2 separate regions of the Zea mays genome follow, and region 2 is linked to region 1. A link is a contact called in public Hi-C data. All regions are on one chromosome and are shown on one strand. The core of a region is the stretch at or near the end of the contact, and the rest is flanking DNA. Distances in the headings are between cores, read along the strand shown.

Evidence for each region. A called contact is a pair of places that touch in the nucleus more often than the background predicts.
Region 2: a contact with region 1 is called in a Hi-C map of leaf, with 5 times the contacts expected there. The contact joins the promoter of LOC100272578 here to the promoter of LOC100272825 in region 1. A contact is called at or near these places in 2 of 25 Hi-C or Micro-C datasets (both in leaf).

What each region holds. Positions count from the first base shown.
Region 1 is chr4:150,923,728-150,931,007 of Zm-B73-REFERENCE-NAM-5.0, forward strand. LOC100272825 (Putative GEM-like protein 8) reads right to left here and starts at 3,673. Exons shown (of 3, transcript NM_001147278.1): 1 at 3,398-3,673; 2 at 3,168-3,266; 3 at 2,313-3,023. The coding sequence starts at 3,545. The coding sequence ends at 2,551.
Region 2 is chr4:151,062,365-151,069,417 of Zm-B73-REFERENCE-NAM-5.0, forward strand. It overlaps LOC100272578, which reads right to left and starts at 4,393. Exons shown (of 10, transcript NM_001147043.1): 1 at 4,276-4,393; 2 at 4,068-4,204; 3 at 3,821-3,867; 4 at 3,403-3,725; 5 at 3,175-3,257; 6 at 3,015-3,090; 7 at 2,874-2,935; 8 at 2,585-2,680; 9 at 2,335-2,496; 10 at 1,399-1,824. The coding sequence starts at 4,327. The coding sequence ends at 1,708.

The DNA of each region.
Region 1 (7,280 bases), core at 2,423-4,922:
GAATGGTCAAAGCATACTTGAAAGACTTTTTAAAATCCTAATACGAAGTTCCTGACAGATACATCAAGCTGCAAAGAGACCATTAGATCAGCATATTCTTCTTAAATTCCATTCAGTATTGACCATTAGATCAGCATAAAGTTTAACTGTACATTTTTCAATTAAATCTTAAATTCTAATAAATGTGGACCATTAGATCTTTTTAATTAAATTTGTTCACGCTCTTTTTTCTGATTAATTCCGTAATTTTTAGACCCTTTCGGTGAGCGTGGAGTTTTTTTTTTAACTTTGTTGTAGTAATATAGTACATAGATTGACGAGCTATAACATGGTTTTTCCTGCAACCTGTACAGATTTGTATTCCAGATGTTTTACTGATGATAACATATCAGTCTGCAGTGATTTGATAAGACATTCGCGAATGGTTAAAGCATACTTGAAAGACTTTTTAAAATCCTAATACGAAGTTCCTGACAGATACATATCAAGCCGCAAAGAGAATTTCAAGAAGGAAATGCTTCTCGTCTGTTACAAATTAAAGCAATCTATAGCCTTATATGTGGCTTCGAACTCTGTAAGCACAAATATGTAAAATGTACAAGTAACCCTTTTTTTAATGAAGCACTCTAGGAGTCCCCTACAGTATTTTAACTAAAAAACGTTTATGACAGATACAGTTGCAGATCAAGCTTGTTTGATTCATGGTTAACTGCGCCATAATTTGTCTAAAATTAGTTGTTCGAATTTAAAACTAACTTTAGATAAAAAAAAGTTAGTCAAAGTATAATAAGTTAGGCAGTGAACCAAGTCATAGCTAACTCTGTAGAAACGTTGCTGTTGAGAACGGAGCATCTGGAACCACCGTTCTTAATTTCTGTGTCTGACTTGTGGTCGTCCACTCGTCCCACGTGATATTGTGAGAAGCATAGTCTGGACATTGCTACTCCATCAGCGCAGGCACCTGGCTCAGCATGGTACTGCGAGAACCATTGTTGAATTTTTTTTCCACTTTTGTAGTTTCTGTAGTCTGTACGAAAACAACGAACTGAATTCCAGTCTCTATCGCTTGCACACCACGACCTCTTCTTCCTAGGCGATCTGGGTCCGTGAGAGCGTGTGCCTTGCTACCCTAAAAATGGCTCTCTCCATAGTGATCACTAGCAGGTGCTACGCTCGCGCTTCTCCCACTCTACCGGGCAATCACCTCATGTGACGTCGTGGATGGCAGGGCCACTGCCTTCTGGTTCGACGAGTGGCGTGGCGATGGCGACTTCGCCACTCGCTTCCCCGCCCTGCTGTCTCATTGCACCGACGTCGACGCCAGTGTGCACACCATCATGACCGCCGGCATCGGCGCCTTCCTGCGGCCTTGGCTCTCTGCTGCGACGACCGCGCGACCTCTCTGTGGGGCACGACGTCCGTCGTCGGTGTGCTCTCGCGGATGACAATGGCAAGCTCCGCACGGGCACGCTGTACCATATCCTTTTGTGCAGGCGCTGCGGGTGTCGCGGCTTCGGAGCACCTGTTCGCTTGGCGAAACTGGGCACCCTCGCGCGTCCGGTTCTTCGCCTGGCTTGCCGGCCACGACCGTCTCCAAACGAGGACAAGCACCACCGGAAATGGTATCGTGCTGAACGCTTCGTGTGCAATCTGCGGCGACGATCTTGAGGACGCTTTCCATGTCCTCCTCCGCTGCAGCTTCGCGCGCACGTTCTGGAGCCTCCTGCGCCACCCGACACGATCCCCTCAACAAAGAAGTTCCACACGCTCGTGCTGATGTACTGCTGGCTGCTATGGAAGAGAAGGAACATTGTGGTTTTTCGAAGGCGTGCACCCCTCTACCACTTCGATCGTCCGCCAGTGCAGGGAAGAGGCCGCCCTTTGGTGTACCAGACTGCGTCGCGAGGACACCGGCGTGGCTGACCTTTGGTGTCGTGCGTTCACCGCATTGATGCCCTTATCAAACCCTCCCCCTTTTGTACTCTGGCCTTTTGAAGCATCATCAAATCAATATATAGAGCCATAGAGGTGGGGTTTCCCGTGTCCGTATAAAAATGTGCTGGTTCTAATTTTCTGTGTGTCTGATACTCTTCCTATGTTCTTTTTTATTTATCACGTTTTAGTTCAAAAATGAACTAGCGGACGATAAATATTCTTTGCACGATATGAACAGTTTGTTTGCTACATCAGTGCAGTTATGCCGGGACCTGATTGAATAAGACTAGACTCTGTGTCTCTGTAAGAAACCAGCATTCGCATCAGTGCAGTTTTGGTAGGCCTTGTGATGCATGCTGGCAGATGTTTTTTTTTTTGCTTGAGAAAAGAATGGATATTGATGGCGGTTTCGCCATTGTCACACCACTACACCAGCACTCTCTATTTCAAATTCATGGTGAATTTCTTGCCCAACCCCAAAAGACCACATGCCTGACCGGTCGCCTGTGAGTCTATGACCAACCTGCTTACCAGGGCAACCGATCGCCCAGATGTACAACGACATGTTGCAGCTGCAGCCTACACATACAGAGCCGGCCCAGAACTAGCACACCGTCACCGCGCCTGCCGCGCGCACGCAACGGCCCGCTCCAGGTGCTGCAGCGACTTGTTGTAGCTGACGAAGCCCATGAACCAGAACTCGAAGCCGTCGGTGGTGGCGAGCCGCACGTACCTCTGCTCCGGCCGGTGCCTGTTCTCGCTGGGCCGCACCGCCCCGACCTTCCGCAGCGGGACGGCCACCTTGTACGGCGCGCGGAAGCTGCAGTCGCCGCGCGGGGTGGACACCGCCAGCGACAGCGACCGGTCGCTGCGGAAGGCCACCCGCGCCGTCGACACGAACAGCACGCCGGCGATGGGCCCCGCCGTCGTCCACAGGTGGCACTGCGACGCCCGCAGCAGCTTCTCGTCCTTGTCCGCCGAGAACCACTGCCGGAACAGCTTCTCCACGCTGCCGCCGGCCCGGAGGATCTTCGCGCCCAGCGAGAGCTTCCCCTTCACCGTGTCGGAGAGCTTCGGTCCCAGGGTCACTGCACGCGATGCGATGCGTACAAATCGGAGCAAGCATCAGCTTCAGTTCAGTCTAAAGGCATGTTTTTGCTTGGGTTTTGGAGGCTCTGTTTCTTTTTTTTTTCTTTTCAGAATACAAAAGTTCAATCAAAGGAGTTGCTTACCATGTTCTTTGATGCCCCGGACGATCTTGTCTCCCTTCCTAGTGGCTTGTTGATTGCTCGTCGGCCGATCGGCGGCGGTCGTCGTCGAACTGGCAGCATCTGGAAGGTGAAAGATAGCTTGATCAGCGACATGCTTCGACTTTCTTGGTTCCTTTCCGCACCTTGCAGTGCATGGTGAGCTTGACACGATCAGACAAATCAAGAGGGCGCGGAGCGAGCGAGGCTCTCACCATGGCTGTAGTACTGGAAGGAGCTCGGGAACTCTCCACGGTCGGGCGTCGTCTCTTCTACCGAGAAGTCGGGTTCCTCGATGCCATAAGCCCTTGTGCTCACCGGGATCCCGACCACATGACCCTCGGTCGCCGTCGACCCCTCCATCGCTGAGTCGTCTTTACACAGCGCACCAAGACCAAGACCAAGACTTGGCAGCAGGCACCTGCTGCCCTGATTTGCTCGGTTCTTGCCTGCCCTCTCGGTACCTAATGTGCGGTGGTTGCGGGTTACTCAGGCCCCAAATGAGGAGGAGGAAAAGGCTTCTTTTATAGCGCTGGTGCCTATCTTCTCCTCTCCTCTCCTCCCCAGAAAGATCCAAACCGGCTCAGTGGCCACCCGGCCGGTTCAGCGCTTTGGAATTGGGAACAGATGCAGCGGCCCTCATCTCTTCGTCGCGATAAAAAGGTTTTTTTTCTTTTTCTGCTGGTATAGTAGTAGGCTAGTAGCGTTTTTGTATTGATGGCGCCTTTCTGAAAGTCACGTATTTGTCGAACTCGTTTAGAGCAAGCGCAGATGGGAACTTTTTACGCTCATCAGCATGCGAGATGCGTTGGAATTCTTGAGATGGCACCAAATGGTCGGATCCGGCTGCTCGGTGCAGCTGTCGTCTGCGAGTACACGGCTTTTACTGCCGGCGAGTCGTTGGGAGCTTGGCATTGGCAATGTGTCCGCTTCTATTTAGGATCAAGCGTTTGACTCCCGGCCCGTTGCGTTGCATGCACGAAGAGATCATATGCAATTGGTTTTTGGCATGGAGAACATGTCCATGAATTGACCGCCTGTTCTACTTGGATTCTCATCAACAGCACTTGGTCCCTACTACTACCACAGTATTAATAGAGACAAGTGAAATTAGTTCTGGCTAAAGACAAAGTTCACAAGTTCCTATTCATTTGTGGATTGAAGCCTCTCTCTTTTTTGTTTTTTTTTTGAAGAGGACTGAAGCCGGAACTTATCTATCATATCTAAAAAATATTTTTTTTCTCTAAGGCGTTCAGTTATTTAGCTTTCCCAATTAAATTCTATCGAGATTGAAGAATCAAGTAGTTTAAATAGTTAACGGAGGTGATCATACCCCATGTTTGTTGTCATGTACCAATGAACAATAAGACGTTTATGGAGAGTTCACTTTATTAATCATAGAATCTTCACGCCTAGTCCTATAGACATATCTACATCGTGTTTATAAAAAAAACTGCTCAGATTTGAGTTTGTTGACCAATGAGCCAATGCATACAAATGATTTGAGCCCAAGGATGGTTAAAGAAACTATAATAAGGAATTTCACAATTTTAAAAACAAACTAGTTGGCTTTGCCCATGCTAACACTACGGTCTTGGGAGGGGAGGGGCCAACGGCGGCGGCGACGCGAGGGAGGGGCCAGCGGCGACGACGCGAATGAGGGGGAGAGGAGGCGTGGTCACGGGAGGAGGAGGATCAGGGATGATGGAGGAAGGACGATTATGGATACATATGTGATTTGGTTGGTTGGGTTTTGCAAAGTTAAAACTGGTGGGGTATATATATGTTTCTCAAGTGATTTTGGTGTTTGATGATCAACATAACCTTGTGGACTAATGTTTCTCAAGCGTTTGTGCTTTGTAGTTCATAGGATGCGAAGTGGATTGGATTGAGGCTCTACGGACGCAACACCTCAAAGAAGACATTATAAGACCCATAGAAGATATTACAAAGTCATATTGAAGACACTTTATACATGCTAAGAGTCCAACACATCAAGAAGTAGAAGTGGGATGCAAAACCACAAAACAAACGTGAAGTTGACAAAGTTGAGATGAAGGGCTAACTAAATTCGAAGTGTTTCACGATATCAAATCTACTCAAACTGACATGGCTTCAACTATGAGATTTAGATAATTTATAAGCTTTCCATAAAGTCCAAGATCATCAAAATCGGAATTCAGAGCTAAAAGTTATGCCCACAATACAAAGTTGGAAATGCTGAAAAACACTACAGCAGCACATGCGTTGTTTGCACCGAAGTGTCTGGTGTGCCAAATTACTCAAAATGATATGGCTTCAACTCTACAGTATAGAGGATTTTATAAGTTTTTCAAAAAGAACAAGATCATCGAAATTGGAGTTTGGAGCTAAAAGTTACGGCCAAAACACGACATGCAATCTTGTTCTGCGTGGGTTGTCTGGTGCACAACGGACTGTCGGTGCGCCATCTTCAGAAGCTACAACGACTACCTCTATTGGCTAGTACATGTGGCATGTACAGTGCACCATTGGATAGTATGGTGCACCTGTCCGGTGCGCCGCATAAATCCGCAGAACTGCTTTCCAATGGCTATATTCGAGTTGGGGCCTATATATACTTCACCCAATCGACCATTTGAAGGTGTGGCATCCCATGCAACATACCAAGGAAGGTTATACGCATCTACATGAAGGATTACGGGGAGGCTACGCTAGCGCAAAACAAAATTTTCAACCCCATAAAACCAAGAACTACTGCGGTTATAGGTCATGGAATTACCACTAGACGCGCAGAGCAGCGGAAGACGTCTCGATGTAGACGAACGCGTCGAGCAGTGTCGTGCAGTCGTCAGCGTCCTTCACGTCCTCGCACGGTTCGTCCTAGTGCTCCAGATGTAGCACCTCCGAGGTATCCACACGTACAAGGAGGAAGCACCGCGTACCGAACTGCTAGGTTCGCGACGGTGGCTTGGCGAGGGCGAGAGGCGAGCGGCTACTCGTTTGCTGGTGGCGAATTAGGGTTAAGCCTAACCGCGCCCCCGCCCCTCATTATATAGGCGTTATGGTGGGCTTCTGACACCGAGGCCCATCAGTAACCCTAAAGCCCAGTCTAATTTCGGATCTAATCCGAGTTAGGCTTCCTTCCCCTTAAGTGTGTGACCCTATAGGTTCACGTACAAATAGACATAGCCCAAGTACTCTTACTTGGCCCAATAATTGACAGCGGCCTCTAGCAAGACATGTCAACTCCTATGCGCACGTAAAGATCATATCAGACGAACCATTGCAACATTACGTACATGTTGTTCTCTTTGTCTCACGATATTTGGTCTGGCTCTAAGCTGACCTCTCTTTCTCGATACTGTGAATTGGAATCCTTTCAATGGTTAACTCTTAACCCTAGCACGACCATGCATTTCTTGATCCAATCACTCGAGGGGCCCAGAGATATCTCTCTCACAAATAGAGGGACAAATTCCATCTTGACTGACCATGCCTCACAGCATGCTTTCTGACAAACCCAAAACTACCTTTATAACTACCCAGTTACGGAATAGCGTTTGATAGTCCCTAAGTAAGTCAATTCACATCTTGAGAACATGCGACAATCTCAGGTCTAAGGATATAGTATTTATGTTGCAAAAAGAGAACTATATTACAATATCTCACGTCGGGTCGGCCCAGCCTCATGTCATACATGCGCCCACATTATTAGTTTAACATCTCCATGTTCATGACTTGTGAAATGTAGTCATCAACTAATACATGTGCTAGTCATCGACTCTGACTAGGGACATCATTTAGAATAACCATATAAGTAAAGAATCTCACAAACAATTCACATAATTGCTAATCAATACAAGGTGCCTTCCATGGATATTCAATTAAGCAATATATATATCATGGATACAAAGAAATATGCTCATCTCTATGATTATCTCTAGGGCATATTTCTAACACTACATGTGCCTAAACACCCAAGTGCTTAATAGAATCACTCGGTGATTAGCGTAGTTGCTTTGCAAAGTGCTTAGGTTAGTTACACCGCTATTGAGCTTGTTCTAGGTGATCCCTAATTATTTGAGTGAGTTTAGAAAACCTCACATAACCCATCAG
Region 2 (7,053 bases), core at 3,143-5,642, 140 kb after region 1:
GGTTGCACTGCAGTTGTCAGCAGATCCCACTTGTTAGCCGACCCCACCTATCAATATCTTCACCCATTTTAGGGAGTATTTGAATGCACTAGAGCTAATAGTTAGTTAGCTAAAAATTTACTATTGAAATTAGTTAGCTAACAAATAGCTAGCTAAATATTAACTAATTTACTAAAAATAACTAAGGGGGTGTTTGAATCCACTAAAGCTAATAGTTAGTGGCTAAAATAAGTTGAAGACATCCAAACATCCTAGCTAATAGTTTAACTATTAGCTATTTTTAGTAAATTAGTTAACAGTTAGCTAACTATTTATTAACTAGCTAATTTTACTAGTAAATTTTTAGCCAACTAACTATTAGCTCTAGTGCATTCAAACGTTCCCTAATAACTGAACTATTAGCTACGGTGTTTGGATGTATCTAGCTAATTTTATCCACTAGCTATTAGCTCTAGTGCATTTAAACACCTCCTTAGCTAATAGTTAGTTGGCTAAAAAATTGCTAGTATAATTAGCTAACTAAAAATAGCTAGCTATTAGCTAATTTGCTAAGGGGGTGCTTGAATACACTAGAATTAATAGTTAGGCCCTATTTGGTTCCATAGGACTAATGTTTAGTCCCTACCTTTTAGTCCCTAATTCTCCAAACACAAGAACTAATAGAGGGACTAAACCACTTTAGTCTCTAGTCCCTCCAAGGGCTCCTAAACGGGACTAAACAGCAAAATTTCCTCTTCTGCCCTCGAGCTGCATTTGGAATATTCGAAATATATTTGTGGTTGCTTCTCATTTGTATACTCATTTGGAATATTTGAAACTCATTTGCTCATTTGAAATATAAGCACGCGCAGGTGTTTGTATAAGCACGTGCTAGGTTTGTTTGTATAAGCACGCACAGGTGTTTGTATAAGCAGCAGGGGCAAGTGTGAGAGCATTTTGGTATTTGTATACTGCTTTAACTGTGTTTAGCTCATGTTTAGTCTCTAGAACCAAACAGGGTAGGGACTAAAGATTAGTCTCTTAACTAAACTTTAGTCCTAGGACTAATAAAACCAAACAGGGCCTTAGTTGGCTAAAAATTGTTAGTGAAATTAGCTAGCTAACAAATAACTACCTTACTATTAACTAATTTACCAAAAATAGCTAATAGCTGAACTATTAGCTAGGATGTTTCAACTAATTTTAGTCATTAACTATTAGCTCTAGTGCATTCAAACACCACCTAAAAATAGCTAATAGTTGAACTATTAGCTAGACTGTTTGAATGTCTTCTCAACTAATTTTAGCAGCTAATTATTATCTCTAGTACATTCAAACACCCCTTAGTCCTTCTGTTCTTCAGCATATGCCCCCGTCTATCATCAGAACTGGCACCGGCTGGAAGAACAATATTTGCTTGATGGTTTGTACATGGAGCATTAAAATAACAGAACAGACATTAAAGATTCAATATAAGAAGACAATTCTAGAAGAAAAAGTATGAAGATACAAAAGCAAATCAGTGTAGTTCTCCTGATAATTCTTGATGGATAGCTGGATTTACAACAACTTTACCAGGGGACTAGAAAAGGACAAAAACTCAAGCTCCGGCGTGGTGATGACTGATGAGTACTTGAACGGTTGAGCCACAAAGATGATCAAGGTAGAAAGAGCAGATATGCAACATATGGTAGATATCATATTATTATGTGCAGCTGTTCGACCCTGTTACCGTGGCATGTGAATCACACATCTCAAGCACTTGTTTTCTAGCATCAACTCAAGCGCTTTGTTGATTTCATTGAATGGTATATCATGCGTGACTAGGCCATCAACTTGGATTTCCTGATAAATGACAAGAATACAAGATACATTAGTCAATGCGAGTTTATGCTTTCTAAATCCTTTTTAAGCTTAAAAGCATTCAACCAATACGTCAAATAAGTGTCATAGTAATCAGTAGTTTTCTGCCATCAATTTTACTACACAATCACCATCCAATATGTCAACATGTATATTTAGATCATCCCACCTCACATAACACAAAAGGGGGGGAATATATTACTGTTAGTGTGGATGTATTAACCAGTTCAACCCAAAAGATTAAGCTGATGGGAGAAGATGGTTCATCCACTTATACACTTCAACACCCTCACTCATGTGTAGCCTCTGCCAGGATTCGAACTCGAGACCTCTGACTTTGATACCATGTTAAAGTGGACACACTAACTGGTTCAACCCAAAAACTTAAGCTGGTGGGAGAAGGCAATCAATCCATTTATACACTTCAACAATTAATAATGTTAATCTTATTTTGTTTTCAAACATTTGTTTCTGCAAAAGAATCATAAATACCTTTGCTGCATATTTATCCACCAATGAAGGTAGATCAGATTTAGGTTTCCATCCTCCAAACATAGATCCCTTCAGTGTTCTTCCGGATAGAAGAAATGCATAATGAGTAGACACTTCTAGTTTTCCTTTTGGTAAGCCAAGAGTTACAGTTACTCCCCAACCCTAGCAAGTTGGAAATGCAAATGAATAGAAGGGAATAGGATATGTGAAGTATGCATGTATGGAAACAAAAGGCATGACAAGAAATTACATCAGAACATGATTGAAGTGCAGTGGAGACTACTCCAGAATCACCCACACATTCAAATGAGTAATCCACCCCTCCATCAGTAATCCTTTTGATTACCTGCAAGCATGAAAAAATCTACTTACATGCACTTAGGGAACGATGATGCACTGTATTTTGTTTATTTCCCCAAATAGTCATCTCATACATAGTGTGATTATAAGTCAACAGTTTATTAGTGTAGCAGTCAAGCAGAATTGCATGATACCAAAAGAGAGCGATGAGCAGATGACCAATTGCATGGTGTAAATACCTGTTGAACAGGTTCACTCAATTCATCTGGGTTAATAAAGTCCGTGACACCAAATGATTTCCCTGTACCAGGAACAAAATAATTAACACAAAGAGGGTTCATAGCAGAATGTACAACTTGACAGCGTAGCAGGTAGCATACCCTTTTCTTGCTTCTCAGGATTAGTATCAACTCCTATAATCTTGGACGCCCCTCGAAGCTTAGCACCTTGAGCGACCTAACTCAGCAGACATAGGTCTCGTTACAACAGTTCTTGATATGTAAGAATTAACTTATAATGGACCCTTATGTAGATACTCACAGAAAGTCCTACGGTCCCAAGACCAAATATAGCTACACTTGAGCCCTTTGATACATTAGCTACATTCCAGACTGCACCGAGTCCTAACGATAGAACCATGAACAAAGAGGGATGATCAGATCCACAAAAATGTGCAACCATGCAAGGTAACTAAGGCACTGTTCCTACAAACAGACGAGCTAACACAGCTACTCTCAGATATCTGAAGCTCTGAACCTCAGGATTTACCTGAAGACACACCGCAGCTCAGCAGGCACACCCTGTCCATTGGCACGGTCAGGCCAACCTTCACCGCACATCCGGAATGGACAACCGTGTACTCGCTGAAGCTTGACACTGCACAGTAATGGTACACAGGTTTCCCCTTGACAGAGAAGCGTGTCTTCTGATCGCTGTGCATGACACCCTTCCTCTCCAGACCGAGCTTCTGGCACATGTTGCTCTTCCCTGAGACGCAGTGCTTGCAGCTCTTGCATTCCCCAATGAAGACAGTGAGAACGTGGTCACCGACTTGGAACTCGGTCACACCTTCACCGACACTCTCTACTACTCTATAGATCGAAGGCGTTCAGGTCAACAGATATCATTATTAGAAGCAATTTGCAAAGCTCAGCACTTAGCAGCATGAAGGGAGATAAGAGCGCACCCGGATGCCTCGTGGCCGAAGACTCTGGGGAACAGATCAAGTTGCGCCTGCATGTTGGAATTGGAAGAGAACACAGATGAGCAAATTCGATCAGAGAGATCGTTTGTCTCAGGCTCTCAGCTAAGGAAAAAAAATTATGATATGAAAATAATTCTCAAACAAGTAGGGAGAATATACATTACTACGCATAAGCAGGAGGCTACCATAGTAAACGCAGAGGCTGCAGCCCCGCCGCCGTAGTGCATACCTTGGATTGCCAGGCAGTGACGTCGCTGCGGCAGACGGAGGTGGAGACGACCTTGACACGGATCTCCATGGGCCCCGGCGGGGCGACCTCCACCTCCTCCATCACCAGTGGCTGGCCCGGTCCCCACGCCACCGCCGCTGCGCGCAGGCCATCCAATTTTACTCGCCACTAAACCCTACGCAAGAAGCAAGGCGGGGCGGGCTAATACCTCGGCAGGTGATGGCGGACGGAGGCAACGAAGATGCATCGGCGGCGGCCATTCTGGTTCTCGGAGCAGGGGCGGCAGTTGGTGTGAAGAGGTAGGTGCTGTAGACAGAAGAGTCAACCTACCCCGCTTGGCGTTGGCTGGCTGCCTGGCTCTAGCTCTAGTAGAAAAGAATTCAGGAGGTCAGTACTCTCCCCCACCAACCAATTTTCAAACACGTCAGTATGAAAAACTTTGAACTTCAAGGCAACGCCAACTCAGGGGTCAGGGTTATAAATGGCAATGGGTACCCGCTACCCGAAACTCGGTGGATTTTTGCTCTATTAGGGTATGAGTTTGAATCAATTTCTCTACCTATGGGTTTGTTAATGGGTTCAAATAGAAACCCAACGGGTACGTAGGCATGGGTTTTTTCTTCTACTACCCATACCCGCAAACCCATGGGTTTTTAAAACACGCCTTAAAATCAACATTCCTTATAAATATGTCTCATAATATTATTAATTGAATATGTTCTAATTGAAATAAACTTCATGTAACAAATTTTAGGCTAAAATTAGTTATCACTTGTTCCTTTTATGCTAGCTTATTAATGTATTGATTGTTATATACATGATGAATTATTTTTATGTTGATGTTTGTGGGTATGGGAAACCCGTTGGGTACTCGAAACCCGCATGGGTATGGGTTTGGGCAAAATTTTATACCCGTTATGGGTATGGATTTTTTAGCGGGTGTATTTTTTCTTCACGGGTATAGGTTTGGGCAAGTAATACCCAGCGGGTTTTTACCTATTGCCATCTCTAGTCAGGGCGCAATGCAGACTAGAGATGTCCAAAAAAGGGTTGGACTGTCGGTAAGCATGTAACCTGGTACTACGATTTTATCATGGCATGAGCGTGATTTAGGTCATGTTTGTTTCAAATTATAATCTCTCTAGATTATATAATTCAACGCAAATAATCCAGCAGATAAATAAACATCTAGATTATAGATTCAGATTATATAATCTAAAGCCCAGATTATGATAATCTAATAATCTCCTTAAGAGTAGCATATTTGAGATCATTTTTGGTAAAAGACCCACTACCCATGATTATGCAAATAGAAATTATAATATATGTCATTATTCTTTCTTCACCTCAAATAAACAAACAAGAGTAATGTTGTCTTTGTGAATAATCTACATTTGTATAATCTAGACTACCAAACAAGTACATGTAAATTATAAACTATCTAGATTATAATCTGGATTGTATAATTTAGATTATAATTCAGATTATATAATCTATAAGCTGAAACAAACAGGCCCTTAGCCTGTTGGTTAGCGACCCGTGTCTAAGTCTAAGACGCGGCGAGACGGGTTAAACCCGGCACGATCTGATTTTATTTTTTACTATTTTTTCATAAAAATATCCATATTATATTTCTACTACTTTAACTAGTATATAACCTGTGCTAATGCTACAATCTTGAGAAGGGGAGGGGTCAACAATAGCAGTGGCGGCGCAAGGAGATGGGTTGACAGCGGCAACAACGACAACGCCAGAGACGTAGCCATAATTTTTCTTTAGGGGGCAATACATATACAATATTAATAATTACTAGTCATAACAATTAATAAATAAAATATATGTACATATACAATATACAATAATTACTAGTCATAACAATTAACACACATATACGCTAAATGCATACTATATTTTAACTTAGTATAAATTAACTTTTTATTTTAGCCATAAAAAAGCAACTAGAAAACAAATTTTCTTTTTGTTAGGGGGCCATGGCCCCTACTAGCTCCCCTTGTCTACTCCATTGGACGATGCGAGTGATAGGGAGGGGGCGACGAGGTCGCGAGGAGGGAGAGGATGAGAGATAATGGATGATTCCAATAATATTGTCCATTTGATTTGAGTAAGGGAGAGAAGGTTATCCTTGATCTAAACAATTGGTTTTGATGGGGTGTTAAGTCTGGATGTAATTTGTTTGGTAGAGGTTATAGGTGTGGAGTTGATTTGATTGAATGGGTTTTACAAAGTTTAAAAGGATGGATTATACAGTGACATAGATATCCCCCAACACTAGCAACTCCTCGCTCCCTCTCTACCTAGGCTAGCAACTACTCCCTCCTCCCGCCGATCTTGCACCTCTCCCTCGACCAAGGTTTACAAAACCGGTGTAAACCGGCGGTAAACTGCCCAGTTTACCGAAATCGTCGGTGGGGCGGTACCGGTTTACCACCATTATATTTTTTAAATTCGTTAAGAATTTAAAATTTTGAAAAAATATTAAAATAGTGAAAAATATGGGGAAAAAACTACATGTTCTCTTGAGCAAACGAATATATGACAAATTTAAATTTAATAGCTTTCACCCTGTTTAATAAACACAAAACGTTTAGACCCATTTGTAGACAGTCAACTCGTTAGACTAATTCTAATAAAACTGAATACCCTCCCCCTAACGGGCCTCACTTCATTTTCCTATACGCTCGCCTCCCGCATCCCCCATCTCTAAACCGTCACTGCCACAGTGAAGCATGTTGTCAGTGTTTTGACCGAGGGTCCTAATGAACAAGTGAATTTGTGTTGTGTGCCCCTGTCCAGATGGGTGATGCAAGAAGACACAAGATTTATCCTGGTTCGGACAAGAGAAAGTCATACTTCTAGCGAGTGGGGATGATATTTATATTATCTTGCACCTAGGTGCTCATAGTAGGGGATACAAACTAATCGACAGAGGGAACAGGTCCTAAGTCTCTAAGTGTGATTGAAGTCG